4 separate regions of the Mus musculus genome follow, and all the other regions are linked to region 4. Evidence: chromatin contacts called from public HiChIP or PLAC-seq and promoter capture Hi-C data. All regions are on one chromosome and are shown on one strand. The core of a region is the stretch at or near the end of the contact, and the rest is flanking DNA. Distances in the headings are between cores, read along the strand shown. Region 1 overlaps Nfia (nuclear factor I/A). Region 2 overlaps Patj (PATJ, crumbs cell polarity complex component). Region 3 holds the start of Kank4 (KN motif and ankyrin repeat domains 4). Region 4 holds the start of Tm2d1 (TM2 domain containing 1).

Region 1 (2,751 bases), core at 29-2,528, 410 kb after region 4:
TAATTAATCATGTACTACATAGCAGAGGTTTTTGTTCCAGCGCCTTCTCTGATTTTACTCATCTACTTAAATTAGTTTGTCAATTTTTGTTTTACCTCGTTTCCCATTTTACTCTACATAGATTTGTGAGCCACTGATCTTTGCAAAAGTGAAGATTGGAGCATATACATATATTTAGAATATGCAAGATATATGTATATACATATATATTGTATGTGTTCTATCTTCTGTGTGTATGTAAGATTGATTAGAAAAGCTATTTTAGTAATACACCTTCATGAGAAAGCACTGGATTGCTCATTATACAAAATAGTCTTAATGGATTCAATGACTCTCTGACAGTATACATTCAGAAATGGTCAAGTTTTAAGGCATTTTCTATTATTCTTATTAATCAATGAGTACTTTTGGAATCTAATTTGTAAATGGCCATGTTCTTAAAACTTTCAGACTTGTGTCAATTTTAAAAAATTACATACGGTTAATTCTTACACATAAGTGATGTAGTATGTTTAAATATCAACTTGTTATCCTCAGAAGAACACAAAATTACAATATAAATCTTATCTATTTTAAGTAGCATGTTTGAATATTAACTTGTTATACTCAGGGGAAACCAAAAGTACAACATAAATTGTATATATTATGGCTATTGTCCACAGTATATAAAATATGGTCTTAAGGATGAATTGTATCTCATCAGTAAGTGGGTTCACAACTGTGGAAATAAAGGTAGGTAGGTAGGTGTGTGCATGTGTGTATGTGCCCACATGCACGTGTGTGTGTGTTGCTGGAGACTGAGCCCAAGACCAAAAACATTTAAGTAAGCACTCTTCCACTGAGCTATATCCGCAGCCTCCCTGCAATGTATGAACTCCTATTCTTAATTCATTTGCTTTTTGCTTCTTCAGACCAGAGGGTTTTGCAGCCTCAGAGACCTGATGTGTACTCTGCTCAGTTTGGAGCTACATGGGAATCCTAAAATGTTTGAAAGCTTTGATCTTAAAAGGACGAGACTCAATATTTTCTTTAAGAGCACTCTTCCTATGAGGCAATACTTAAAGTCTAAGGGGTAAGAGAGATTCTTCGGGGAGGCTCTCGACTTTCTGAGTCCAATAGAACTGCACCATTCTCATAATCCAGGAAGCACAAATGAAGACATTAACCAGCTTACGTTCCAAACTAAGAGGAGGTTAAAAACACAGCTCATAAGAACAGCATGTGTATCTACCGTTCTGCCACCTAAACTTTGAGTCGCTGTACAAACAAGTCTATCTTGAGGAAACAGGCTGAGTAATTTTCCATTTGGACTGTCTGAGATTTCACCAGGCACTTCAGACTTGCATAAGCCTGTGTTGCCAGATATTTTCCTTAAATTCATTATCTACAGTTTTCTCCATTAAGATTTCCCATGAACAAGAATGCTTTTCTGAAAGGCTGGACTTTAAGTGAAAGCTTTTCTTTTAGAGGCACCGAGATTAAATTAAGTAAAAAATTTAAAGAGGTAGTGACTTTTTTTTTTTTGGCAAACATTGGTTAACATTCTTGTCTCATATTTGAAGATAGACTAAGTTTTCAGACATGTGAGTCTTCACAAACATCAAAAGAAAGTTCAAAAGATGGGAAAGGGAGGTAAAAATATGAACCAGTGTGAAGATCAAGACCACTGTCACTGTCACTACAGTGACTTGAGGAAACATTAGACTCTTTAGTTTTTATAGCATCAACAATTGAGAGAGGCTTTAGCAGCTACACTAAGTCAAAAAGAACCACTGCCTGTGAGCTTCTACAAGCTTACTGGCTGCCATGGAGCAAATGCTAAGCAGTGCAGAGTGCTCTGCCATCCTAACAACAGGATGGATAATTACGTCACTTTATTATTACATTTAGTTATACATGTGTCCAGGAGAGCACAGGGGTGCATGGTATGGTGCACTTGTGGAGGTCAGAGGACAACTTTGGCAAACTGGTTCTCTCCTTCCATCTGGTAGGCTCCAGGGATTAAAAATTATCTTCGAGAGATGGCAAAAAGAACCTTCAAGTCAATAATTAAAATTAATTTATTTCAGATGGTACTTAGGTATCAAAATATGTCCATTTGCATGTATGTACATGTATATGCGCATGGTATATGTATGCACACAGGCTCACATGCATGACTGTTCACCTTATTTTTGGAGACACATGCTCTCACCATTCCTGGAGCTCACTAATTTGGTTAGAGCAGCTGTTCAGTAGCTTCCAGAGACTAGAGCGCTGGAGCTACAGTCATGCATCATTAAACCTGTCCTTTAGGTGGGAGCTTGGGGTGCAACCTGAGTTCCCCATGCTTAAGTATGGAATAAGGCATCTCCAAAGCCCCAGCTGTTTCTTCTTCTCTTTTTTTGTAATTATTTATTGTTTTTAAGCACTAGCTATATGCTGGAAACTTTTTTTGGTGTTATTAAATTTAGAATGCTTGACAGCTATGTGATTGGCACCGTTTTTCTGTCTACAACTATGGAAGAGTCACCATGGATTAGAAAAGACAATTTGCTTCCCCAGTATCATAGCTAGATGTGGCTGACCCAGGCATGAAGGCCAGGTTTCAGACTCCTGATCTAAGGCCCTTTCTACCAATGTTGTGACTGAATGACAAGAAGAGGCTATAACTGGGGCACAAATGGGTTCGAGTCCATCCACCTGAGACTAGCTGTGCTGCAAGCAGACACTCAGGAGACAAGACAAAAACATGAGCCCTGTCCTATGGCC
Region 2 (2,915 bases), core at 220-2,719, 290 kb before region 4:
GTGTGAGGCTTCAATGGACCCACTCAAGACAGGCGAGTCTCCCATCAGACAGGTTTGCCTGAGACTGCTGATTGCAGCTCCTACTGTCAACTTACGTCTCCACTGAATCCTGACTATTCACTGGTGTGTCTATGTTATCTGCTAATTACAGAAGCCAGGGGTGGAGTGGAGAATCGGTATTTCACAGTGTGGATTAGGTTTGATTGTTTTGAACATTCTTCTTTCTTTTTGAAATTGTATTTACATGTATGTGTGCATATCTGTATGAGTATAGGTGTCAAACTCCCTAGAACAGGAGTGAGACAGTTATGAGCCACTATGTAGGTTCTGGAGACTGAACCTGGGTCCTTTTGGAAGACCAGCAAGTGCTCTTAATTAAACCTTGGACCATCTCCCCACATGCCATTTTGAAGATTCCTCAAGTTAAAGCAGCTAGTCTGTGATCCTGTTTGATCAATGACATAGATTTAAAATTCTTTTATTATGTTTGTGTGTACATGCATGTGTGTGTGTAGAAGCACATGCCATAGTAAGTGACAACATACTATGACACACAGATAACATAGAGTACAGAGGTCAGAGAAAAACTTTTGGGAGTCAGTCCTCTTCTTCCATAAGAACTCCAGGGATTAAAGTCAGGTCATCAGGTTTGGTAGCGAGTGCATTTAAGCACCGACTCACTGGCCCTCCATGCTATCTTTTGTTGTCCATTTTCTCATACTAATAAGACAAAGCTGCAGCTAAGGGCTCTGCAGGAGCAGTGATGCCAACCACAAATCCAAGACACCTTAGGCTGTGGGGAGGGTACAGCTACGATGTAACTAGGAGAGAACTAAAAGGCACATTTTAACCTCAAAAACAAAAAGGCTAGGGGGTCGCATGTAAATGTCTACAGCTGAATCATGTGCCAAGTGGGACTAAGAGCAGTCACCAAGTGTGTCAGCCATTATAACACATGCACACAAATTACCGTGAAAATACTTCATTAAAAAGGTGGTACTGACATCAGTCTTGCAAATAAATATATTTGCTAACTTGCAAAATGTCACCCACTAATACCTCCCCACCAGGAGAGAAACCCCCAGACTTGGCTCTCTGAGGAGTGCACCGTTAACTGCCCTCAGCGTGTGTGAGTGGCGATTCACAACTTAACTTTATAGCAGTGTTTAACTGGATGCACAGAACAACGTTGTGCTAATGAGGTCAAATTGCCACCAGATGTTACCTCTTTTTTTTTTTTTTTTCCTTCTCTAAAATAAACACAGCCGTGTACACGTGCGCACAGGCAATATTGAACACCGAGAGAAAAAAACAGTTCTAAGAAAACACAGGCAATAAAGGAGAGAAAAATTTCTTAATGAATTTCCACCCCACCTTCCATTTTTATTTCACACACATGAAAGCACACTGAAGCTGGTGTTGTGAACATGCAGCACGGAAGATATCATTTCTAAATAACCGTGTATGAAATGGAAACTTTCCCCCAGGAGGCACATAAGGGTGAGAGAGTCAACAACCTGGCTGTTCTGCGAGGTCTTCCGAGAGGCGGCCCAGGAACCGGCGCGGAGTCTCCCAATCTCCAGCTGGACAAGGCCCTGGACACACTTGGGAAGGCAAGAAAATCAGAAGTGCGATGTGGCAGCATTTATGATCTAAAACACTAGTGCAGGCCTTCAGCCATCTCTGCAGCAGAGGTTTACCAGAGGATAACCAGGTCACCAGGCAAAAGGAGATCCAGTCATCCAAACCCCAGACAAAACAGCAACGCAGCACCTTCAAGTGCACTAAATGGATTTGATATCAGTGTGCCTTTCTCCCCTTCCATCTCCCTTCCGTCTGACGAAAGTGATCATAAAGAACGCAACAGTCCGGAAGTGGGAAACAGCAGAGAGGGAAACCCAACAAGAGACAGTTCACAAATCCAGGCCCCTTGAAGAGTGACTGAGAGCTGTACCAGGAACACGATTATTAAACAAACCCTCTGTGTGCACAAACTTCCACAGTTGCTTGAAGATCCACTGGTTGCAACCAGAGAGGAAGGAGTTCCAGGAGGCAGAGCCCCTCAGCTGAGAAGTCTGAGCTGCAGGCTTCCCCAAGCTCACCAGAGCCCAGGGTGGGAGCAACCTGCCCCAGCAGAGCTTAGTGACTCTGCTTTCAATAACCAGTCTAGCTGAGCTTTAGCATTCCCTCCATCACTAAGTTGCGGTTGATTGATACCGAGGAGAGGGGATGGACTCCCTGCTCTAGGAGAGCGCACACTGTCCAATAGGCTGGATTACCAACAAGTCTGGCAGTTAGAGCGCTCACTAACACGAGCAACTGCCTCAAATCTCCAGGCAGCTTCCTCTGTCTGCTTAGCCATCACGATAGCGTTCCTTTAAATCTGTTCTTGGACATTTGGAACAATCACACGTTATATTTTTGTAAGAACATAGCAAAAACATCCAACTAAGGTCAGGCGCACTGGGACAACTTTGTGAGCATTGATCATCATGGCTAGGTGGGAAGCCGCTTAGGGACTCACCTTCAGGATGGTGGCCACTGTCTCCTGTGAGGCGTGTCTCATGTCCTCTCCATTCACAGACAAGATCTGGTCTCCTCGAATTAACCTCCCATCGAGGTCTGCGGCCCCGCCTTTCACAATGTCAGAAATAAACACTCCACTTCCACTCCTGTTAACATCACCAAGCATTGTGGGATTGGCACAGCGAGGTAGTTATGAATTAAAACTGGACATTCTTTATAAAGACTAAAGATCTAAGAACTAGAACTCAGAAGTTCTAAAACCAATCCATCAAGTCCACTGCCATCCACTAACTTTCTAAATAATAAACTTTATGCTTAGATTATGCCCATTTGTGCTATGTATTGTACATCTATCTTTGCCTACTGTACTTCTATTTTTATTGGTGGTG
Region 3 (2,700 bases), core at 12-2,511, 430 kb before region 4:
TGCAAGAGCGGCATTTTAAAAATGAGGTGTCGGAAAAAATAGAGACCTCACTTAAATGTCTGGGTTTCTGGCTTCTCTGGGAAAATGAGCCGCTCCTGTCATATTCCTTCCTTTCACCGGATGAGGATAACCCAGCAGGCCTTAGTAGGCAGAGTCTGAGGCTGCTCTCCCTTGGGCCACAGACCCTCCCCCAACTCCTATTTGGGCTCCAGCACTGAGGCCATCATTCCCATTTGTTACTGCTATCATGAAAGCTTCGTGGAAATGAAGTCATCCTAATAACTATGTTTCTGTCGAAACGGAAATTAAATGTCTCTTGATTCAAATTATCTGTCCCATCTGGGTCACGATGTCAAAAATAAAACTCCTTGGGCTGCTTTCTGGGCATGGATTCTAGGAAGGTGGGCCAGGGGAGGTCACAGCTGGACTCTGGATACCTGCCAGCTGCCATCTCCTTCCCTCCCCCTTCTGTTGGTCCTCTCTGTGAGGGGTTAGGAGAAACCACTCCACTTCTCTTTCCAGGTGTTGGCCCAAGTGGTCCTTAGCTATCTGTCCATTCAAGCTTAGTAACTTTTAATTGGTACAAAGCTGCTGTGGAGATGGGTGTATGAAGAGAAGACGGATTTTTATGTGGAGCTGAAACATGGATTTGGAAGGAAATTGGAAGGGAAATGGCTTAGGAGACATCTAAGTCCTGTTGTGAACGACTCTCACACCCCCACACTGGGGCTAGGACCCCACTGCTCACAGGATCTCAGTTGTCAGGCCTTGGTTCGTGTTCTGATTTGGGCAGTTATTACCCTTACCCTGTCTGATACTGTTTCTCCACCATGGTGGGGACGGAAACGTCTAGACTCCAGAGTCTAGACAAACTTAGAAAAACGCACGGGGGAGCCCTGGGGAAATCTGGAAAGCGCCTTACACAGGCTGAGACTTTTCTGGTTTCTTTTCCAAAAGTTTTTCTTCTTAACTCTGTCCAAGGCTAAGACCCTCCCCTCGGTGTCGCAATTCTGCCCCTTCCTATACACCAAAGCCCGCGCCGCGTCAGGAAGGCGGGGACTCGGGTGGCGGCGGCGAGGATCCGGCTCCTGCGCTCCCAGTCCCGCAGCTGGCGCGGTAGGTGTGCCCACAGCTAGTGCGTCCCGGCTCCAGGCCCAGCCCGGCGACCTGAGGGCGCCCGGAGGGTGTGCGCGCCCGGGACAGCAGGGTGCGGCGGCGCGCGGTGCGTGCCGGACGCGGACGGTGCAGAGGAAGGAGGATCGTGCCACTGAAGACCGTGCAGCTGCAGCTGCGTGCACCCCGAAGCCGGGTGGGAGCTCGCGTTGCTCCTGCACAGCGGTCGCTTCCTGCCAGAACCCCGCGGTTCCCCAAGGTAAGTGGTCTGGCGTCCTCTCGCCCCGGACACACGCCCCGCGCGACCCAGGCTGCGCCCGCTGCGCTCCGCGACCCCTGCTAGCGCCGCGTCCCTGCAGAGGCTGCGGCAGCCTGAGCCGGGAGTCCGGAGGGTCGGGGAAGGAGGGTACCCGCTCTTGCTTTCCAGCTCTGGGTACTAGGGAGACCGTAGAAGGGGGATCTCGTCGTCCTTGAGACTCAGGTGGTGCAGACCCTCGCAGCTGTCCTCAGACGGACGCTGCGGTCCTGGATGCAGCTTACGGGACTGGGGGCGCCTCCCGGCTGGCTTACAGGACTACCTTAAATATCGCCGAGTCTCTTTCATTTTGCAAAACATCGCGCCTGTTCCCCAGCCCGCACCTCCCTCCTCCTAGGTGAAGTTTCTAGAGCTATGATGGGATGCGACCTTGGGCAGAGGGAGGAGGGCTGCCCTGCATCTGTGTGCTAGGCGCTGGCTGAGGATACTTTGCCAAGCCCATGTGCCTCTTGGTTAGCTCTCCTCCCCTCCCCATCTTCTTTAAGGTCAAATCTTTGACCCCAGAACTTTGTCGCTGCAGACTGACCAGTTACAGACAGGAGCTGAAAAGTCCATGCATTCTACGCTTGGCTGGAACCTACTCTCATCGTGCTACCCTGGGCTGCAGAAAACCAGACTACTACTTCCCAAGCATCCTGGGATACAGACTTGTAAGACCAGGGTGGGCATTTTCCAGGAGAAAGAGGCTATTCCATTTCAAGGATGTCCTCTGAGGCTTGTGCAAAGTCTTATGCAAACAGGACCAGGGGAGAATCACCTGCAGCCAGTGATGGGGTTACAGCCAAGAGAGAAGGCATCTCTAGTTTAAAGTGCAATCCCGGAGGACCTACCTGAGTAAACCAAATTGGGCTCCTTAGCTTCTCAAGACAGGGCACAGAAAAGCATGTTGCTTCCCAAGGAAGCAGAAGTGGGGTCCACTTTGGCATTGCCCTTAAAGTCCAGCCTCCTACCTCAAGGAGGCGTGATGTGTCTCAGGGACAGTGTGTTGTAGGAATGATGTAAAAGCCAGAGAAAAAGCACACACAAAAAAAGTTCAGAACCAGATATCAGGCAAGGTTTTCAGATACAAAGGTAAACAGAACCGTGCACTGGCTTCAGGAAGCTTGCTGTCCAATGACCAAGACGGAGTGAATCACATCACTCTGGTGTAGAATTCTGCTGCGTTCTCTGATTCTAAACTTGGGTTCCCTGAGAACTGGGGATGGGCTGAGCGTCAGAATGAAGGCTGAAAGCTAACTGGTTAGATGGTGGATTGACTTTCAGATGGAAGC
Region 4 (2,929 bases), core at 158-2,657:
TGGGATGCAGGGGACTATGTCCAGGGACTTGTGCTTGCTAGGCAACTCTACCACTATCCCAGCTCAGGAGTCAAAAGTTTTATAGTTTCATTGCTGTCTTACAGAATCCTTTTAATTCTTTTAAATTTACATATTGTGGAAGAGAATAAAGATAATCACTAAAGCCATAAAATAGATCCAGTAATGGGATTAATCAGCAAAGCATCAGCAGTTCTAAGTAATTGTTTTAAATCTGTATTAAAATTGATACACAGATCAGCAGTATTCTTGCACTCAGCAGGAAACCATCTAATTCTATCATAATTTCAATAATCCTGAGGCACAGAATTGCTTCCTTTAGTCCTTTGGGTTTATGTTGTATTTTAAAAAATCACTAGAACATTCTGAGTCCAAGTAGTAGTTAAGTGGAAAGGTTCTTTTATCATTGTGTAAGATGTATAACTGATATTCTGTCTTTTTCAATATTTATTTTTATTTTATGCATGTGAGTGTTTTGTCTGCTATTTCCACCTTGTGGGTCCCAGGGATTGAATTCATTTGTCAGGCAGAGCAACAAAGGATTTTACCCATGGAGCCAAATATGTGCATAGAGCTTGAGAAGGCTAGAAGGGGACCTTCAATCTGGAACTGGAATTACAGGGCTTTAGCCAATACATGGGTGCTAGGAACCTAACCTGGTTCTCTGTAAGACCAGCAAGTGTTCTCAACTCCTAAGCCATCTCTTCAGCCCAATATTCTGTCCTCGAACACTTGTCCACTATATAATGTCTACAGCAATCTAGAATTGCACTTGGGTCACTTCTAGATAGTCTAAATCTAAATTCTTCCAACCCTAGGGAAACCCTCATCCTTTAGAGCCTCCAGGATCAACACTGGTGCCCACCAGGAGCTGGGGCTCATCAGAAGGAGCAGTTTCTGTCTCCTTGTGAGGGTTCTCAGGGAAGCTACTAGAGAAGACTCCCAAACGTGTATTTTTTTATATAATTATTCAGTTTTTTAAAAAGTGTGTGTGTATGTGAAAATCCGTTTTTTTTTTTCCATCATGTGGGTTCCAGGGATTGAATTTAAATAATTTTCAGGCTCCGGAACAAGTGCCTTTACACTCTGAGCAGTCTCCCTGGGACATGGGCATGTTTTTATTATTATTATTATTATTATTATTATTATTATTAAAGTTTCCATGCTTGCTTTGGCAGTACATATACTAAAATTGGAACGATACAGAGATTAAGATGGTCCCTGCTCAAAGATAACAAGCGAACATATTTAAACAACAACAACAACAACCCTCGAAAACCTCGCTGATGTAGCTGTGCCAAGTTATCCTAGGGAGTAGCCTTTAGAAGCCCTAAGCTGCGCCACGGTTGCCAGGCCCCTTTAAGGCCCTTCCTTCTCTAGGAGGCGGAACCGGAAGCGCGAGGACGCGGTGCCCAACATGGCGGCCGCCTGGCCCGCGGGTCGGGCTTCCCCAGCGGCGGGGCCTCCGGGCCTTCTCCGCACCCTGTGGCTCGTGACGGTCGCCGCGGGACACTGTGGGGCTGCTGCCTCTGGCGCTGTCGGGGGCGAGGAGACACCCAAGTGTGAGGACCTCAGGGTGGGACAATATCCTCCGGAAAGCCGCCGTTCTCAGGCGGTCAGCTGGACCCCGGGCTGTGGGATGGGGACCGTGGCCTCCGCTGTGGCTCTAGTGACCATTGGACCCCGGGAGGTGAGGAGGGCTGTGGGGACGAAGGGCGAGCACCGTGGGCTTTCCCTGGACCGATCAGTGGTTGGCACTTCCTTCTCCGATTGACCATGGATTTTACCGGCTTGCCCACTTACTCACACACACACACACACACACACACATCTAGGTTGTGTCCCAGACACAAAAGATGCGAAAATTGTTCGACGCGTTCCTGAAAGTTTGCAGGTGTTGAGGGAGACAAGTAATTACTAGTGAACCAATGCATGTGTCTCACTTGTCATTAACGTAACATATATCACCTACAGCCATCCTCAGATGGCTTCACTTTGTGATTTTAGACAACTTATTATTATGTTTTAAAATTAGAGATCCTCTTGGATGTTTTAAAATGTAATATTTGTATTAGTTCTTTGTGAGAATTTCACCCAGTGGATTTTGATCATATTCAACCTCAAACTCCTTCTACATTGTCTTCCCTCCCACTCCCCCTTAACCTCGACCCCTACCACACACACTTAAAAAAAAAAAAGAAAACTAACACAGGGAGTCAGATATGTGCTGTTCATATCTACAGTGGTATGGGGCTATTCGCTGAAGCATGGTTGCCTTACCTGGGACTTAAACCTATGACTCTCTAACTTAGCAGCCATCAACTGGCCATAGTTAGGGGTGGGGGCTTTTGAATGAGCAAATAATTTAAGTCTAAAACATACTTATACCAGTGACTACCAACTTAAGGGAGCATTTATGCTAATTTAATTACCACAACAGTTTCGTTGGGTGTTTATTTACAGATGAGAAATCTGATTTAGGAATGGGTGAACTGTCTTATTACATTAGCGCACCGCAGAGCAACAAGGTGAAATTCGTGTTATACTCAAAAAACTATGTTTGAACAAAACTTTGGGTACTGACACAGTGCCTCAGACATTTGTGTACAGATCCTCAAACCTGCAGAAGCAAGAAAGAGTCTTAAGAAAAATCTTACAATTAAGAGAATCTGCCAGGCAGTGGTGGCCCAAGCCTTTAATCCCAGCACTCGGGAGGCAGAGGCAGGCAGATTTCTGAGTTTGAGGCCAGCCTGGTCTACAGAGTGAGTTCCAGGACAGCCAGGAGAAACAGAGAAACCCTGACTTAGAGAGAGAGAGAGAGAGAGAGAGAGAGAGATCTGTGAGTTAAGGAGAGCATGCATTAGATTTGCACAGATTACCTCTAATTTGCTTTGCCAACCCCATTATGCAG

The links. Promoter capture Hi-C pulls out the DNA fragments that hold promoters and counts their contacts. HiChIP or PLAC-seq counts read pairs in DNA pulled down with a chosen protein or histone mark.
Region 1: a promoter capture Hi-C map of the 3T3-L1 cell line shows a contact between it and region 4, with 4 times the contacts expected there. The contact joins the enhancer-like site here to the promoter of Tm2d1 in region 4. A contact is called at or near these places in 5 of 39 promoter capture datasets (the 3T3-L1 cell line, 3T3-L1-derived adipocytes, frontonasal cranial neural crest and 2 more), 1 of 115 datasets of contacts at active chromatin or transcription factors (craniofacial prominence) and 1 of 9 other capture datasets (adipose tissue).
Region 2: a contact with region 4 is called in an H3K4me3 HiChIP or PLAC-seq map of embryonic limb bud, with 2.6 times the contacts expected there. The contact joins the enhancer-like site here to the promoter of Tm2d1 in region 4. A contact is called at or near these places in 2 of 39 promoter capture datasets (frontonasal cranial neural crest and trophoblast stem cells), 1 of 484 Hi-C or Micro-C datasets (extraembryonic endoderm stem cells) and 3 of 115 datasets of contacts at active chromatin or transcription factors (embryonic limb bud, embryonic stem cells and stem cell-derived neural progenitor cells).
Region 3: a promoter capture Hi-C map of embryonic stem cells shows a contact between it and region 4. The contact joins the promoter of Kank4 here to the promoter of Tm2d1 in region 4. A contact is called at or near these places in 4 of 39 promoter capture datasets (the SN4741 cell line, embryonic stem cells and hippocampal neurons).

Annotation. Positions count from the first base shown.
Region 1 is chr4:97,972,773-97,975,523 of GRCm38.p6, reverse strand. The region is part of intron 3 of Nfia (nuclear factor I/A); the gene reads right to left. Among named protein-coding and RNA genes, the nearest start is that of Gm40208, 36 kb to the right of the region's middle. Within about 2 kb of position 1,278, at least 26 of the 459 cell types and tissues checked have an H3K27ac peak or open chromatin away from gene starts, as enhancers often do. A contact at or near this core is called in adipose tissue, where this site is marked.
Region 2 is chr4:98,675,930-98,678,844 of GRCm38.p6, reverse strand. It overlaps Patj (PATJ, crumbs cell polarity complex component), which reads right to left. Exons shown (of 44, transcript NM_172696.2): 37 at 2,525-2,672; 38 at 1,518-1,604. Among named protein-coding and RNA genes, the nearest start is that of Gm35137, 22 kb to the left of the region's middle. Within about 2 kb of position 1,469, at least 17 of the 459 cell types and tissues checked have an H3K27ac peak or open chromatin away from gene starts, as enhancers often do. A contact at or near this core is called in embryonic limb bud, where this site is marked.
Region 3 is chr4:98,816,098-98,818,797 of GRCm38.p6, reverse strand. It overlaps Kank4 (KN motif and ankyrin repeat domains 4), which reads left to right and starts at 1,261. Exons shown (of 10, transcript NM_172872.3): 1 at 1,261-1,372. I0C0044D17Rik (RIKEN cDNA I0C0044D17 gene) reads left to right here. Exons shown (of 3, transcript NR_151512.1): 3 at 1-323.
Region 4 is chr4:98,381,743-98,384,671 of GRCm38.p6, reverse strand. It overlaps Tm2d1 (TM2 domain containing 1), which reads left to right and starts at 1,407. Exons shown (of 7, transcript NM_053157.2): 1 at 1,407-1,602. The coding sequence starts at 1,436.